Linked DNA regions of Macaca mulatta: region 2 is linked to region 1. A link is a contact called in public Hi-C data. All regions are on one chromosome and are shown on one strand. The core of a region is the stretch at or near the end of the contact, and the rest is flanking DNA. Distances in the headings are between cores, read along the strand shown.

What was found. Hi-C and Micro-C count contacts between places; a contact is called where the count stands out from the background.
Region 2: a contact with region 1 is called in a Hi-C map of liver, with 3 times the contacts expected there. The contact joins the promoter of ZNF121 here to the promoter of ZNF317 in region 1. A contact is called at or near these places in 3 of 14 Hi-C or Micro-C datasets (cortical neurons, fetal cortex germinal zone and liver).

What each region holds. Positions count from the first base shown.
Region 1 is chr19:9,894,247-9,901,513 of T2T-MMU8v2.0, reverse strand. ZNF317 (zinc finger protein 317) reads right to left here and starts at 2,574. Exons shown (of 8, transcript XR_013408828.1): 1 at 2,376-2,574.
Region 2 is chr19:10,323,733-10,330,999 of T2T-MMU8v2.0, reverse strand. It overlaps ZNF121 (zinc finger protein 121), which reads left to right and starts at 3,473. Exons shown (of 7, transcript XR_013408852.1): 1 at 3,473-3,545; 2 at 3,850-3,934.

The sequences.
Region 1 (7,267 bases), core at 1,325-3,824:
CTAAGTAACAAATGATTCTATCCTTATGCAAAACATTCCAGAGTTTAGAAAACAGAACACTTCTCATCCCATTTTATGAGGCTGGCATAAATCTGAAACAGAAAAGGAAAATTTCACTCAAGCATAGATCCAAAAACACCAAAGTATTAGCAAACCGAAGCCAAAAGTAACAAATAGTAACATGTCCTTTCCAAATTATTTACCAATACAAATTCAATGTCACAAGAGAAAATCAATTGGTTTAATTTGCCACACTATAGGAAAAAAAACAAAATTATATTATTCACTCATTCATTCATGACACAGCAGGACTGAGTGCCATCATTCAAGGTACTGGAAATGTATCAATAAACAGATACAAAAGTATCAATACAGATTTTGTATCAAACAGGTAGAAAATGTATCAATAAACATCAAAAAACAGATACATAATGGCAAAAAAAAAAAAAAAAATGTTAAAAGCCTGCAGCAATTCACAAGAAAAACTCAAGTAGGAAAAGAAGGGAGCTTCCTTTGCCTAATAAAAACTCTTCCAAAGAAAAGCCTTCGCAGACACAAATGACAATTCCCTTTTAGATCAGAAAAAAACCAGGCCTGCCTAGAGTGTGCCATCCAGACTCCAGTCAATGATAATGGAAGTCCCCAGCCAGTTCAGCCAAAAAAAAAAAAACACAAAAAACAAAACAAAACAAACAACAAAAAAAGACAATTTATCTTCTGTATAAGTATTTATATTTTCGTTTTGAATTGTACAGTTTCCTTGTCTACGAAGAACATCCAACAAACTACACAAAAGTTATTTTCTGAGCACCAAAAAACAAAGTTCTTAAGAATAAATAACAAAAACAACCTAAATCCTTTTTGCAGGTACTTATAAAACTTTACTGAGCCGGACGTGGTGGCTCTCTCCTGTAATACAGCACTTTGGGAGGCCGAGGTGGGTGGATCACCTGAGATTAGGAGATCGAGACCATCCTGACCAACAGGTTGAAACCCCATCTCTACTAAAAATACAAAAATTAGCTGGGCGTGGTGGCGGGCGCCTGTAATCCCAGCTACTCGGGAGGCTGAGGCAGGAGAACCGCTTGAACCAGGGAGACAGAGGTTGCAGTGAGCCGAGATTGTCATTGCACTCCAGTCTGGGCTACAAGGGTGAGACTCCGTCTCAAACAGAAAGAAAAAAAAAAAAAACTTTATTGAAAGGCATGTAAATTAATGATGTAAATCAATTAACTGCAGCCCAATGGCATAAAAATGACAATATTATCAAAGTTCAAATATAGATTCACCACAACTTGAAAACAAAGGCCCAGTATATGGGAATTTGGTGAACTGACTAGAATTTAAGCCATGACACTCCTGAGAAAGAATGGCTAGGTGTAAGTACTTCATCCACAAGATATTTAGAAATCTCTAAATTACAAAGGTGTGCTTGCATCAATATGGAAAAACATTGTTTCCAAAAATACTGAAGCGGCTGAGTTCATTCACAAATAATTACCAAAATTAGGAAATATATCTTCTGGAAAAGATGTATAAGCAGTCAAATCCACGGAGAAAGTATTGGTGGGAGAGGAGGATGCAGTTTAGAAGAAGCACACAGCTTTCTGAGATTTAATAATCTCTTTCTTGGCCTGGTTTGTAGATTCGCTTTACTGTTGGCCTTTTAAGTGTGTGTAAGTGTGTGTGTGTGTGATCATACTTTTTTTGCATGTATGTCCTATTTTCTAGTGTTAAAATATTTGCACAGAAAAGGACACACCACAAAATAAGACGGTAAAATTCAATGGAGAAAATTAATAATCACGATAAGTATAACTGGACTAACTCTCAAGTTAATTAACAAAATGTTGAACTGAATAGTAAATCTACGAATAGGCTATTTGCAAGAGAGTCCACTAAAATTAAAAAATAAAAAAGTGCAACCGGAAGGACTTAAAAATACAAAAGGTACTCAAGGTAAGTGCTAAAAAGAACACCTGTGTGCTGACATTCAGGAGATAAAAATCGACTACAGCGCAGAAGGAAGGTGATTTCTCCTCGCGATGTCCAAATCCTGACGCCCCCCAATCTTCTGAACTGCCCCCAAACTCTTGAACTCACTTTAGCCGGGCTTTTCCGCCCCCACCAGAGACTCAGGGCTTTTCAGGATCAGGTGACCAATGCCTGTCTCATCACTAGCCGCAGTGGTCCAATTTCATCTTTCGCGTCCCCAGCGTTTCATATCGCTGATCGCGAGATCTAAACGCACCCCTCGTCTGGCTGCCGAGCTCCTTAGACCCCGACCCTCGTACCCTCTTAGTCCTCACCGCCAGATAGGCCTCCCGTGACCCCAGGAACTGAGGGAGAAAAAGGTTAAGGAAAGCAGGGCTTACACGACTGGGAGTAGGATCGGGGGAGCGGAGGTGACGGAAGCTGCCGCCGATGCGAAGAGAAGTTCATACGGCAGGTCCAGTCTGGCGCGGGGACGCGAGAGGTCCCCAACAGGCCGAAATAATTCGCCGCGGACCCCTCCTTGGCCCATGTGTCTTGGGGAAATCGACTCCACAGAGTAATGGCTTCCGCTTCACTGCCGCCTTCCAACTCTCGCGGGACTTCATTGGCTGCGTCTAATACGGAAGCAGGGGCGGAGAGGATGCTGGGAATTGTAGTTCCGAAGCTTGGATTGGCATGGCGGTCGTACCCGGGTGGAATCTGACGGTCCAGCATATTTCTCCAATTTCTACTCAAGACTCAAATTCTCAGCCACAACCCACAGCATTTTGTAGCCATCATAGTGGTAAAGGTTGAATCAGGCACGAATTGTCATCTACATGACACAACTGGGGGACATTTGCATGATGAGCAGAATATTTGCATTGCCTTAAATGTCTCTCTATAAACTGCTCATATGTTGGAGTGGAGAAAAAGTAATAGAAATTGCACAGCGAAGAAATTGGACAACATCTGGACCAGGTGATCAAATCAATATCACCAGTGAGGGTCAGATGGAGACCACGTGCCTCTGAATGACACCTTGGGAAGGGCGTAAAATCACCATCACCTGTGTGGTGTTCATCCTACGTATCTGCTATTTTGTATTTTTTGCCCCACATCTCCCCATTTCTTCCCCAACTCTCATACCTGTGATAACCATTGTCTCATTCTTTATATCTGTGTATTTGAGCTGTCTCTCTTGATTAAAAAAGGTTCTTCATATAAGCGACATCATGTAATATTTTTTGTGTGTGTCTGGCTTATTTCACTTAGCATAATGTCCTCCAGGTTCACTCATCTTGTGATAAATGTCAGGATCTACTTTTATTTCAAGGCTGAATAATATTCTGTTATATATATGTTTTACATAATGGAATATATATAATATTATATTTATTATATTATAATTATGTATTATGTGTACTGTTAATGCATATTATATAATATATGCTAAAATAATATATGCATGCATGTTATGTATATTATGGAATATATATTGTATATAACACATATTATTTTAGCAGGAGGAGTCTGCATATACAAAGTTCCAGAATCAGGCTGGGTACAGTGGCTCACACCTGTAATCTCAACACTTTAGGAAACCAAGGCTTCCCATGTAACGAGTTGGGGCAGAATTACGTAGGCAGGAGAGACAGATGGTTAGTATTATTCAGGGCAGATATTATAATAGACAGAGAGAAGGAAATTTGATGTTTTGGAAAATATATTATTGAGGGATGGACCATGGCGCACATACATATATGTATGTATAAAGTATGTATGGAATATATGGACATAAAATATTCATATATAATCTATAATCTATATTCCATATTACATAATGTAATATATATTTCATAACATATAATACATACACCATAATATATAGCATACATACATATAATAATATATAATATAATATGTATATCATATATTATGATATATGTGCCACCTGTGGAGACACTTTCGGTTTTACCACTACCTGGGTTACTACTGACATCTAGTGGTTAGAGTATATAATGCCCTACTCCCTCTAACAGGAATATATTATATGATATACATTATATGATATACATTATATGATATACATTATATATTATATGATATACATATATTATATGATATATTACATATTTTACATATAATGGGAATATCTATTCCGTAATAGGTATATATTTATATACAACATATATAAATATAAATATATTAATATTTAATATAATGTAAAATATATAATAGTAATATTATATGATATTAATGTTGACATCATCTATAAATATAAAATAGATATAATAGAATATTCAGACTACATAGCTGCTATTTTGTATTTTGTATTCATGTGAGCATCAATGGACATTCAAGTTGTTTCTGTATCTTGGATATTGTAAATAACGCTGCAGTGAAAATGGGAGTGCAGATATCGTTATGAGGTGATTATTTCATCTCTTTTAGGCATATATTCAAAAGAGGAATTGCTGGGTCATATGGTAGTTCTGTTGTAGATTTCTTTAAGAGCCTGAATACTGTTTTCCACAAAGGTTGTATCAATCAACATTCCCACCAACAGTGTGCTAGGGTTCACTTTCCTTCATGCCTTCGCCAACATTCATCTCACATCTTTTTTTTCTCATTTAAGATGGAGTTTCCCACTTGTTGCCCAGGCTGGAGTGCAACAGCGGGATCTCAGTTCACCGCAACCTCTGCCTCCCAGGTTCAAGCGATTCTCCTGCCTCAGCCTCCAGTGTAGCTGGGTTTACACGCGCGTGCACCGTGCCCGGCTATTTTTTGTATTTTTAATAGAGACGGGGTTTCTCCATGTTGGTCAGGCTGGTTTCGAACTCCTGACCTCGTGATCTACCCGCCTCAGCTTCCCAAAGTGCTGAGATTACAGGCGTGAGCCACCGCGCCCAGCCTCTCCTACCTTTTTGATAATAGCTCTCCTTAAGGATGTGAGGTGATCTCTCACAGTGGTTTTAATTTGCATTTCCCTGATGATTAGTGATGTAGAGCACCTTTTCATATACCTGTTGGCCTTTTTTATGTCTTCTTTGGAAAAAACGTCTGTTCAGACCCTTTGCCCACTTTAAAATCAGGTTATTTGTTTTTCTGCCATTGATTTATAAGAGTCCTTTATAAATTTTGGATATTAACCCCTTATCAGACATGTGGTTTGCAAATATTTTTTCCCAGTCCATGGATTGCCGATTCATTCTGTTGATTGTTTCCTTTGCTATGCAGAAGCTTTTTAGTTTGATGCAGTCCCTTTTATTTACTAATTTTTGCTTTTGTAATCTGATCGTTTGATGTAAAAAAAAAAAAAAAAAAAAATCTTTGCCAAGACCAGTATTGAGGAGCTTTCCCCCAATGTTATCTTCTAGGAGTTTTATGGGTTCAGGTCTTACATTTAGGTCTTTTATCCATTTTGAGTTGATTTTTGTGTATGGTGTAAGATAAGAGTCAAATTTCATTCTTTTGCGTGTGGAAATCCAGTTTCCCCAGCATTTACAGAAGAGGCTATCCTCTTCCTATTTTGTCCTCTTAGTGTCCTTAGTGAAAATTAGTTCATCGTATATGTTTGGATTGATTCCCAGGCTCTCTGTTCTGTTCCTTTAGTCTATGTTTCTGTTTTTACGCCAGTATCTTGCTGGTTTTTTTCTTTCTTTCTTTTTTTTTTTGTCTTGGGACAAGGTCTTGCTCTGTCACCCAAGCTGGAGTGCACGACTCACTGCAGCCTCGATCTCCCGGGCTCAAGTGATCTTCCCGCCTCAGTCCCCCAAGTAGCTGGTACTACAGGTGCATGTCACCGCGCCCAGCTAATTTTTGTATTTTTAGTAAAGACGGGGTTTCACCATCTTGGCCAGGCTGGTCTCGGACTCCTGACCTCGTGATCCACCCGCCTCAGACTCCCAAAGTGCTGGGATTACAGGCGTGAGTCTCCGCTCCCGGCCCCGTTTTGATTCTTAACAGGGACAATTGTGCCACCTGTGGAGACACTGTCGGTTTTACCACTACATGGGTTACTACTGACATCTAGTGGTTGGAGTATAGAATGCCCTACTCCCTCTAACAGGAATAACAGGCCCTGAATGTCAGTCGTGCCAATGATGAGAAATGCTTGCACAGAAAAGTAGGAGATGGCCCCCAGCGCGGTGGCTCACGCCTGTAATCCCAGCACTTTGGCCGAGGTGGGTGGATCACGAGGTCAGGAGTTCGAGACCAGCCTGGCCAACATAATGAAACCCCGTCTCAACTAAAAGTACAAAAATTAGCCAGGCGTGGTGGTGCGTTCCTGTAGTCCCAGCTACTCAGGAGGCTGAGGCAGGAGAATCTCTTGAACCCAAGAGTTAGAGGTTGCAGTGACTGGAGATCGTGCCACTGCACTCCAGCCTTGGTGACAGAGACTCCGTCTCAAAGAAAAAAAAAAAGAGATACTGGCTTTAGAGAAGAAGGCAGACATCTCATTGCTTGCAGAGTGAAAGAAGAAAGAACTGGTGATGTTGTTATTGGACTACTTTTGCACTAGTGTCAAGAAGGTGAGAAATCTCTCAAATCTAGGACAAGAGAAAAAATAAAGAAGGTGAGAAATCTTTCTCATTGTCGTTACTATTTCTGTCTGCAGTAAGTTGTAAAATCATTTGTTATTAAAGAGGGAAGTTGTGGCCGGGCGCGGTGGCTCACGCCTGTAATCCCAGCACTTTAGGAAGCCAAGGCGGGTGGATCACGAGGTCAGGAGATGAAGACCATCCTGGCCAACATAGTGAAATCTCGTCTGTACTTAAAAAGTACAAAAATTATCTGGGTGTAGTGGCTCGTGCCTGTAATCCCAGCTACATGGGAAGCTGAGGCAGGAGAATAACTTGAACCAGGGAGTTGGAGGTTTCAGTGAGCTGAGATGGTGCCACTGCACTCCAGCCTGGGGACAGAACGAGACTGTCTCAAAAATAAAAAGACGGAAGATGAGACGGTGTGAATTCAAAATCCTGGAGAAATCGTGAAAAGATCTTTGCCCACTGGAAATTTCCTGAAGTGTTGAAGTCCCCTTTAGAGTAGGTGACCTCAAATTTTTAGCACTACTTGGGAGGCTAAAGCAGGAGAATAACTTGAACCTGGGAGGCGGAGGTTGCAGTGAGCCGAGATCATGCCATTGCACTCCAGCCTGGGCTACAGAGCAAGATTTCGTCTCAAAAGTAAAGATAAATAAATAAATAAATAAATAAATAAATAGCAACATAGTTGAAGAATAGATGGCTTGGGGGTCTCTATGCGTTAGGAGAGGAGATGCAGTAAGGCC
Region 2 (7,267 bases), core at 2,224-4,723, 430 kb before region 1:
GCCTCCCGAGTACCTGGGATTATAGGCATGTGCCACCATGTCTGGCTAATTTTGTATTTTTAGTAGAGACAGGGCTTCTCCATGTTGGTCAGGCTGGTCTCTAGCTTGTGACCTCAGGTGATCCACCCACCTCTGCCTCCAAAAGTGCTGGAATTACAGGTGTCAGCCAACACACTCGGCCTTTTTTTTTTTTTTTTGAGATGGAGTCTCGCTCTGTTGCCCAGGCTCTAGTGCAATGGCGCAATCTAGGCTCACTGCAACCTCTTCCTCCCAGGTTTGAGCAATTCTCTTGCCTCAGCCTCTGGAGTACCTGGGCTTACAGGCGCCCACCACAATGCTTGGCTAAATTTTTTTTTTTTTTTTTTTGAGATGGATTCTTGCTGTATCGCCAGGCTGGAGTGCAGGGGAGCGATCTCCTGCAACCTCTGCCTCCCGGGTTCAAGCGATTCTCCTACCTCAGCCTCCTGAGTAGCTGGATTACAGGCGCCCGCCACCACACCCCGCTAATTTTTGTATTTTTAGTAGAGACGGGGTTTCACCAAGTTGGCCAGGATGGTCTCGATCTCTTTACCTTGTGATCCGCCTGCCTCGGCCTGGGATTACAGACATGAGCCCCCATGCCCGGCCACGCTTGGCTAAATTTTTTTTGTATTTTAAATAGAGACAGGGTTTCACCATGTTGGGCAGGCTGGGTTTGAACTCCTGACCTCAAGTGATCCTCCTGCCTTGGTCTCCCAAATTGCTAGGTTTACAGGCATGAGCCACTGCACTTGGCAAAATACATTTATGAACCAAATTTCTACGTGTTCTTGGGTCTACTTTTAGATATTAGTTTGTTTCTGCTTCATGTGCTAGTACCACATAGTTTTAATTATAGAGGCTTTATAGTATGTCTTATTTTAATATAATTTAATTATTTGCCTTGTGTGAAAACTGTCAATAGTATGTTTTAACGTCTGCTGCTCATCATTGCTTTTGTTTTTCTTTTCTCGGTTATTATCAGATGTTTGTTCTTCCACATAAACTTTAGTATCAATGTACCTAACTCCAGAAAACTTTTAATGTTTTTATTGGGATTACATTTCTGAATAAACCTGGGGAGAATGTCTGGTGTCAATGCTATTTTATAATGTAGGAAATGTGGTCCTGGCCCATGTGGTAAGGTCAGAAAAATAATAGAAATACTTGTTTTTGGCCAGGCGTGGTGGCTCACACCTGTAATCCCAGCACTTTGGGAGGCCAAGGCAGGCGGATCACTAGGTCAGGAGATCAAGATCATCCTGGCTAACATGGGGAAGCCCCGTCTCTACTAAATATACAAAAAATTAGCTGGGTGTGGTGGTGGGCACCTGTAATCCCAGCTACTCGGGAGACTGAGGCAGAAGAATTGCTTGAACTTGGGAGGCGGAGCTTGCAGTGAGCCCAGGTCGCGCCACTGTACTCCAGCCTGGGTGACAGAGTGAGACTCCATCTCAAATAAATACATAAATAAAGAATGAAGAAATAAAGGCCTATAGAAAGCATGACTGAATAGAAGAGGTAGACTATGCCATGGACTGGCAGGTTTATCAATATGGAAGAATTGTGGAAAGGCTCTAGGAACATGAGGAGATATATACAAAAAAGCTATACACACACACACACACACACACATATTTTTTAATAGAGAATGGTGTAGGGTCCAGTCCCACAGGGTCGGTGGGTTTTTCTCCCCGTGTGCGGAGACTAGAGATTGTAGAAACAAAGACACAAGACAAAGAGATAAAAGAAAAGACAGCTGGGCCCGGGGGACCTCTACCACCAAGAAGCGGAGACCAGTAGTGGCCCCGAATGCCAGGCTGTGCTGATATTTATTGGATACAAGACAAAGGGGCAGGGTAAGGGGTGTGAGCCATCTCCAATGATAGGTAAGGTCACGTGGGTCATATGTCCACTGGACAGGGGGCCTTCCCTGCCTGGCAGCCGAGGCAGAGAGAGAGGGAGTGAGAGAGACAGCTTACACCATTATTTCTGCATATCAGACTTTTAGTACCTTCATCAATTTTGCTACTATTATCTAAAAGGCAGAGCCAGGTGTACAGGATGGAACATGAAAGCGGACTAGGAGAGTGACCACTGAAGCACAGCATCACAGGGAGACAGGCCTCCGGATAACTGTGGGTGGGCCTGACTGATGTTAGACCCTCCACAAGAGGTGGAGGAGTAGAGTCTTCTCTAAATTCCCCAGGGGAAAGGGAGACTTCCTTTCCTGGTCTGCTAAGTAGCGGGTGTTTTCCTTGACACTAACGCTACCGCTAGACCACGGTCTGCTTGGCAACGGGCATCTTCCCAGATGCTGGCGTTACCACTAGACCAAGGAGCCCTCTGGTGGCCCTGCCCGGGCATGACAGAAGGCTCACACTCCTGTCTTTTGGTCACTTCTCACTATGTCCCCTCAGCTCCTATCTCTGTATGGCCTGTTTTTTCCTAGGTTATGATTATAGAGCGAGGATTATAATAATATTGGAATAAAGAGTAATTGCGGCCGGGCGCGGTGGCTCAAGCCTGTAATCCCAGCACTTTGGGAGGCCGAGACGGGCGGATCACGAGGTCAGGAGATCGAGACCATCCTGGCTAACATGGTGAAACCCCGCCTCTACTAAAAAAAATACAAAAAACTAGCCGGGCGCGGTGGCGGGCGCCTGTAGTCCCAGCTACTCGGGAGGCTGAGAAAGGAGAAAGGCGTAAACCCGGGAGGCGGAGCTTGCAGTGAGCTGAGATCCGGCCACTGCACTCCAGCCTGGGCGACAGAGCGAGACTCCGTCTCAAAAAAAAAAAAAAAAAAAAAAAAAAAAAAAAAAAAAAGAGTAATTGCTACAAACTAATGATTAATTATATTCGTATATAATCATATCTATGATCTATATCTAGTATAACTATTCTTATTTTATATATTTTATTATACCGGAACAGCTCATGCCTTGGTCTCTTGCCTTAGCACCTGGGTGGCTTGCCATCCACAGAAAGGATGTTGCTATTTTGCCCACGCTGGTCTTGAACTCTTGGACTCAAGCTATGCACGTGCGTTAGTCTCCCAAAGTGTTGGAATTACAGGTATTAGCCACTGCGGGCAACAGGGAAAAGCTCTGCAGGAGCATCCCCTGGGGTGCGTCCCATCCCCCATCCCCGCCCTTCCAGTGAGTCTGGCCACCTGAACGGATGGCTAGGCCTGGTCCCACCTCTAAATCGCCCCCGAGTATGGGCCCCACCCCTCGCCCACAGTTCCTTCCAGAGGCCCCGTTCTAACCTCACCTTTTGCTCTGGATCTGTTTCTGCATCCCCCTCCCTGAGCCAGCCCCGGGCCTATCCGCACCCACCCGGGAGGAAACTAGAATTTCTATGTTGGGCTGGGTCCTACGTGGCTGAAACTCGAACCCAGGAGCCCCGCCCGGGCCCAGGCTCCGAGCGGAAGTGACGTCAGCGCGCCATCGCCATCTTTTCCGGCGCTGGCTCCGCATGGTCAGTGCCATTTCGCCTTTATCGTGGTGGAGTCCACCGTGGCTGTGGTGAGTTCTGCCTGCTTGGGGATCCCTGAGATAGTAGCGGGGGTGGCAAAGGAACGATTGGGCGCGGTCGCCCAGGAGCCTCTGGAATCCGCCTCGTTTCACTGTCTTCTCCAGGGGCTGTCGGTCCTCCGGGCGCGGCCAGTTGCGAGAGGCCGCAGGCTCAGTCGGTCCGGGTCAGGAGCCAGGTCGGGAAGTGTGTTTGTCCCGCCTCCGCGCGGTGTTTTGTGGAGTGCTTTCAACCGCTGTGCTCCCCTCTTCAAAAGCTTGGAAAGCAACCTTTGTGAATTTTTTTTCTTTCCGAAAGTAAAAGGATTTCTGCGTTCCAGTCAGATTGGCTGCGGCCCCGCATCCCCCCGCCTCAGGAACCTGGCGATTCCGGCGTGTTTCTGGTGAGCACCGGCAGAAAATTGGTTTCAAGAGGGCTCTGACTTCCATTTCTTTGCTAAAAAATGTATCGTCTGAGAATCTGGTATTGTCTTGGTGTCCTTTACTTATTTTTGACTCATTACTTTCGGATGGAAAAAAATATAGTCGTTTAGGGCGTGCCTATTTCTGCATGTAAATATGAACACGTGTAGACTGTAAGCCTTTAGTTTCTTATTTTTATTTTCTTGGACTTAATTTTTTGTTGTTACCAGCTACAATCCTTTCTACAAAAGAAAGGCAGGCCAGGCGTGCTGGTTCACGCCCGTAATCCCAGCACTTTGGGAGGTGGAGGCGGGCAGATCACCTGAGGTCAGGAGTTCGAGACCAGCCTGGCCAACATGATGAAACCCTGTATTTTCAGTAAAAAATACAAAAATTAGCCAGGCGTGGTGGCAGGCCCCTGTAATTCCAGCTCCTCGGGAGGCTGAGGCAGGAGAATTGCTTGAACCTGAGAGGCCGAGGTTGCAGTGAGCCGAGATCTGCCACTGCACTCCAGCCTGGGCGACAAAAGCGAAACTCCATCTCGAAAGAAAGAAAGAAAGGCAGTAATACACAGCTATTTTCTTCATCTGAAGTTCCTAGGCCTGTACTTCTCCCACAGAGCCTTAAAACAGGGCCCACAGGAAGAAAGGATGGAGGCTTTTGTTTTTTCTGAGACGGAGTCTTGCTCTCCCGCCCAGGCTGGAGTGCAGTGGAGCGATCTCAGCTCACTGCAACCTCCACCTCCTGGGTTCAAGCGATTCTGTTGCCTCAGCCTCCCGAGTAGCGGGGACTACCGTGCCCAGCTATTTTTTTTTTTTTTTTTTGTATTTTTAGTAGAGATGGGGTTTCACCATGCTGGCCAGTCTGGTCTCGAACTCCTGACCTTGTGATCCACCCGACAGCCTCCAAAGAGCTGGAATTACAGGAGTGAGCCTCTGCTCCTGGCCACCAGGTTGGAGGCTTTATTATGCTGATACTAGAATTATTTATTAAAATCAGAATATTATTCTAGTATTAGTGTAATAAAGTTTCTAGTATCTATTGAATTTATTAGCATGTTTGGACTAAGTGTAGTTTTTACATGTTTTTTTCTGAAAAATTTGATTCTAAGGAATACTTGAACATCTAACACACCCAGTCTGGATTTTCTTTCTTTTTTTTTTTTTTTTTTTTTTTTTTTTTTTGAGACAGAGCCTCACTCTGCCACTCAGGCTGGAGTGCAGAGGTGCGATCTTAGCTCACTGCAACCTCTGCTTCCGAGGTTCAAGTAATTCTGCCTCCCAAGTGTTAGGCATGTCCATGTGAAGAGACCACCAAACAGGCTTTATGTGAGCAATAAAACTTTTAATCACCTGCGTGCAGGGGCACTGAGTTTGAAAAAGGAGTCAGCAAAGGGAGGTAGGGGTGGGGCGGCCTTTTTTTTTTTTTTTTTTTGAGACGGCTCGCTCTGTCGCCCAGGCTGGAGTGCAGTGGCGCGACACTGAAAGCTCACTGCAAGCTCCACCTCCCGGGTTCACGCCATTCTCCCGCCTCAGCCTCCGAGTAGCTGGGACTACAGGCGCCCGCCACCACGCCCGGCTAGTTTTTTGTATTTTTAGTAGAGATGGGGTTTCACCATGTTAGCCAGGATGGTCTCTATCTCCTGACCTCGTGATCCACCCGCCTGGGCCTCCCAAAGTGCTGGGATTACAGGCTTGAGCCACCTCGCCCGGCCAAGGGTGGGGCAGTCTTATAGGATTTGGGTAGGTAGTGGAAAATTACAGTTAAAGGGGGTTGTTCTCTTTACAGAGATCCCCGCAGGGGCGGGGAATCACAAACTGCTCAGTGGGGAGCTCCTGAGATTCATTCTCCAGGAGAAGAATGTTACAAGATCAATTGATCAGTTAGGGTGGGGCAGGAACAAATCACAATGGCGGAATGTCCTCAGTTAAGGCGGGAACTGGCTGTTTTCGCTTCTTGTGGTTCTTAGTTGCTTCAGGCCATCTGGATGTATACGTGCAGGTCACAGGGGATATGATGGCTTATCTTGGGCTCAGAGGCCTGACACCTAATAGCTGGGACACAGGCACATGCCGCCACACCCAGCTAATTTTTTTTTGTATTTTAGTAGAGACGAGGTTTCACTAAAACCTGGCCAGGCTGGTCTCGAAATCCTGAACCAAGGCAATTCATCTGCCTCGGCCTCCCAAAGTGCTGGGATTGCAGGTGTGAGCCACCGTGCCCAAACACTTTTTTAGCAGTGTGCTTGTTTTCTTTCTCCTCGGTAAATACGTCTTATGGTGAACAATTTGAGTGTAAATTGAGCATAATTGCACACTTGATGCTTGACCTTTAAATACTTGATAAAGCGTCTCCTAAAAAAAAGGCATTGTCATTCTGAAACCACAATACTAGTATTTCACTTAAATAAAAAATGTTATCTAATGTCTACTTTGCTTAATAACTAAAATTCTCTGCATTGATTCAATGTATGCTCTTGAATATTTTTTGGTCTAAGATCCATTCAAAGTGTATCCATTTTTACATTGCAAATTGTTAATGTTTTCAGTGTCTTTTTATCTAAAACAGTTATTGTATATTATATTGACTTTCAGAGAGTCACACTGTGGGGTATGATGAGATTTCTCTTCAAATAATCTCATCAATCTTTTATTCTTTAATTCATAGTACCCCCTACTCTTCTCCTTTTTTCTCTTTTTTGCCTTTGTTAGATGCCCAGGCACACCACAGTACCAAGCGTTATCAGTACCAGCTCACATGCCTTTCCTCATTTGGAAAGAGGACTAACTTCCTAGCTCGTTACAGACATCCCTTCTCCTTCCTCTCCACTTTTCTTTTGCGTGCCCACCCTATCTAAAAAAAAAATCAAATGTTTAGCCAACCGGGATTAGTTTAGATTGTACAACCCAACCCCGGCCAATGGGGAAAGGGTACAGGGGCAGGACTTGCATCTGGAATAAAGGCTGTCGTGCCCCTTTGTTCAGGTGCGCTCTCATGGCGACTGGCCAAGGAGGCACCCCTCTGTGCAGAAGTAAAATTGCTTTGCTAATAATTCTTTGTTCGAGTGTTCAACTTCCTTAGGATTTTGAGTGTTATTCCTAACAACACTCATTCTTTTAGAAAGTCATACAATCAGATATTTCTGATTGGATTCTCATGGTGTGTGTAAATATTCCTTTATTTCATGCGATTTCCTACAAACTTGGAATTGGGTCCAGAGGAGAAGCTGACAACCATTGTTTGATAAGGTCTGACAGTATGTACTTCATGCTTTGGGAACCATAAAGTCTCAAATTACTCAGTTCTGCCTTAGT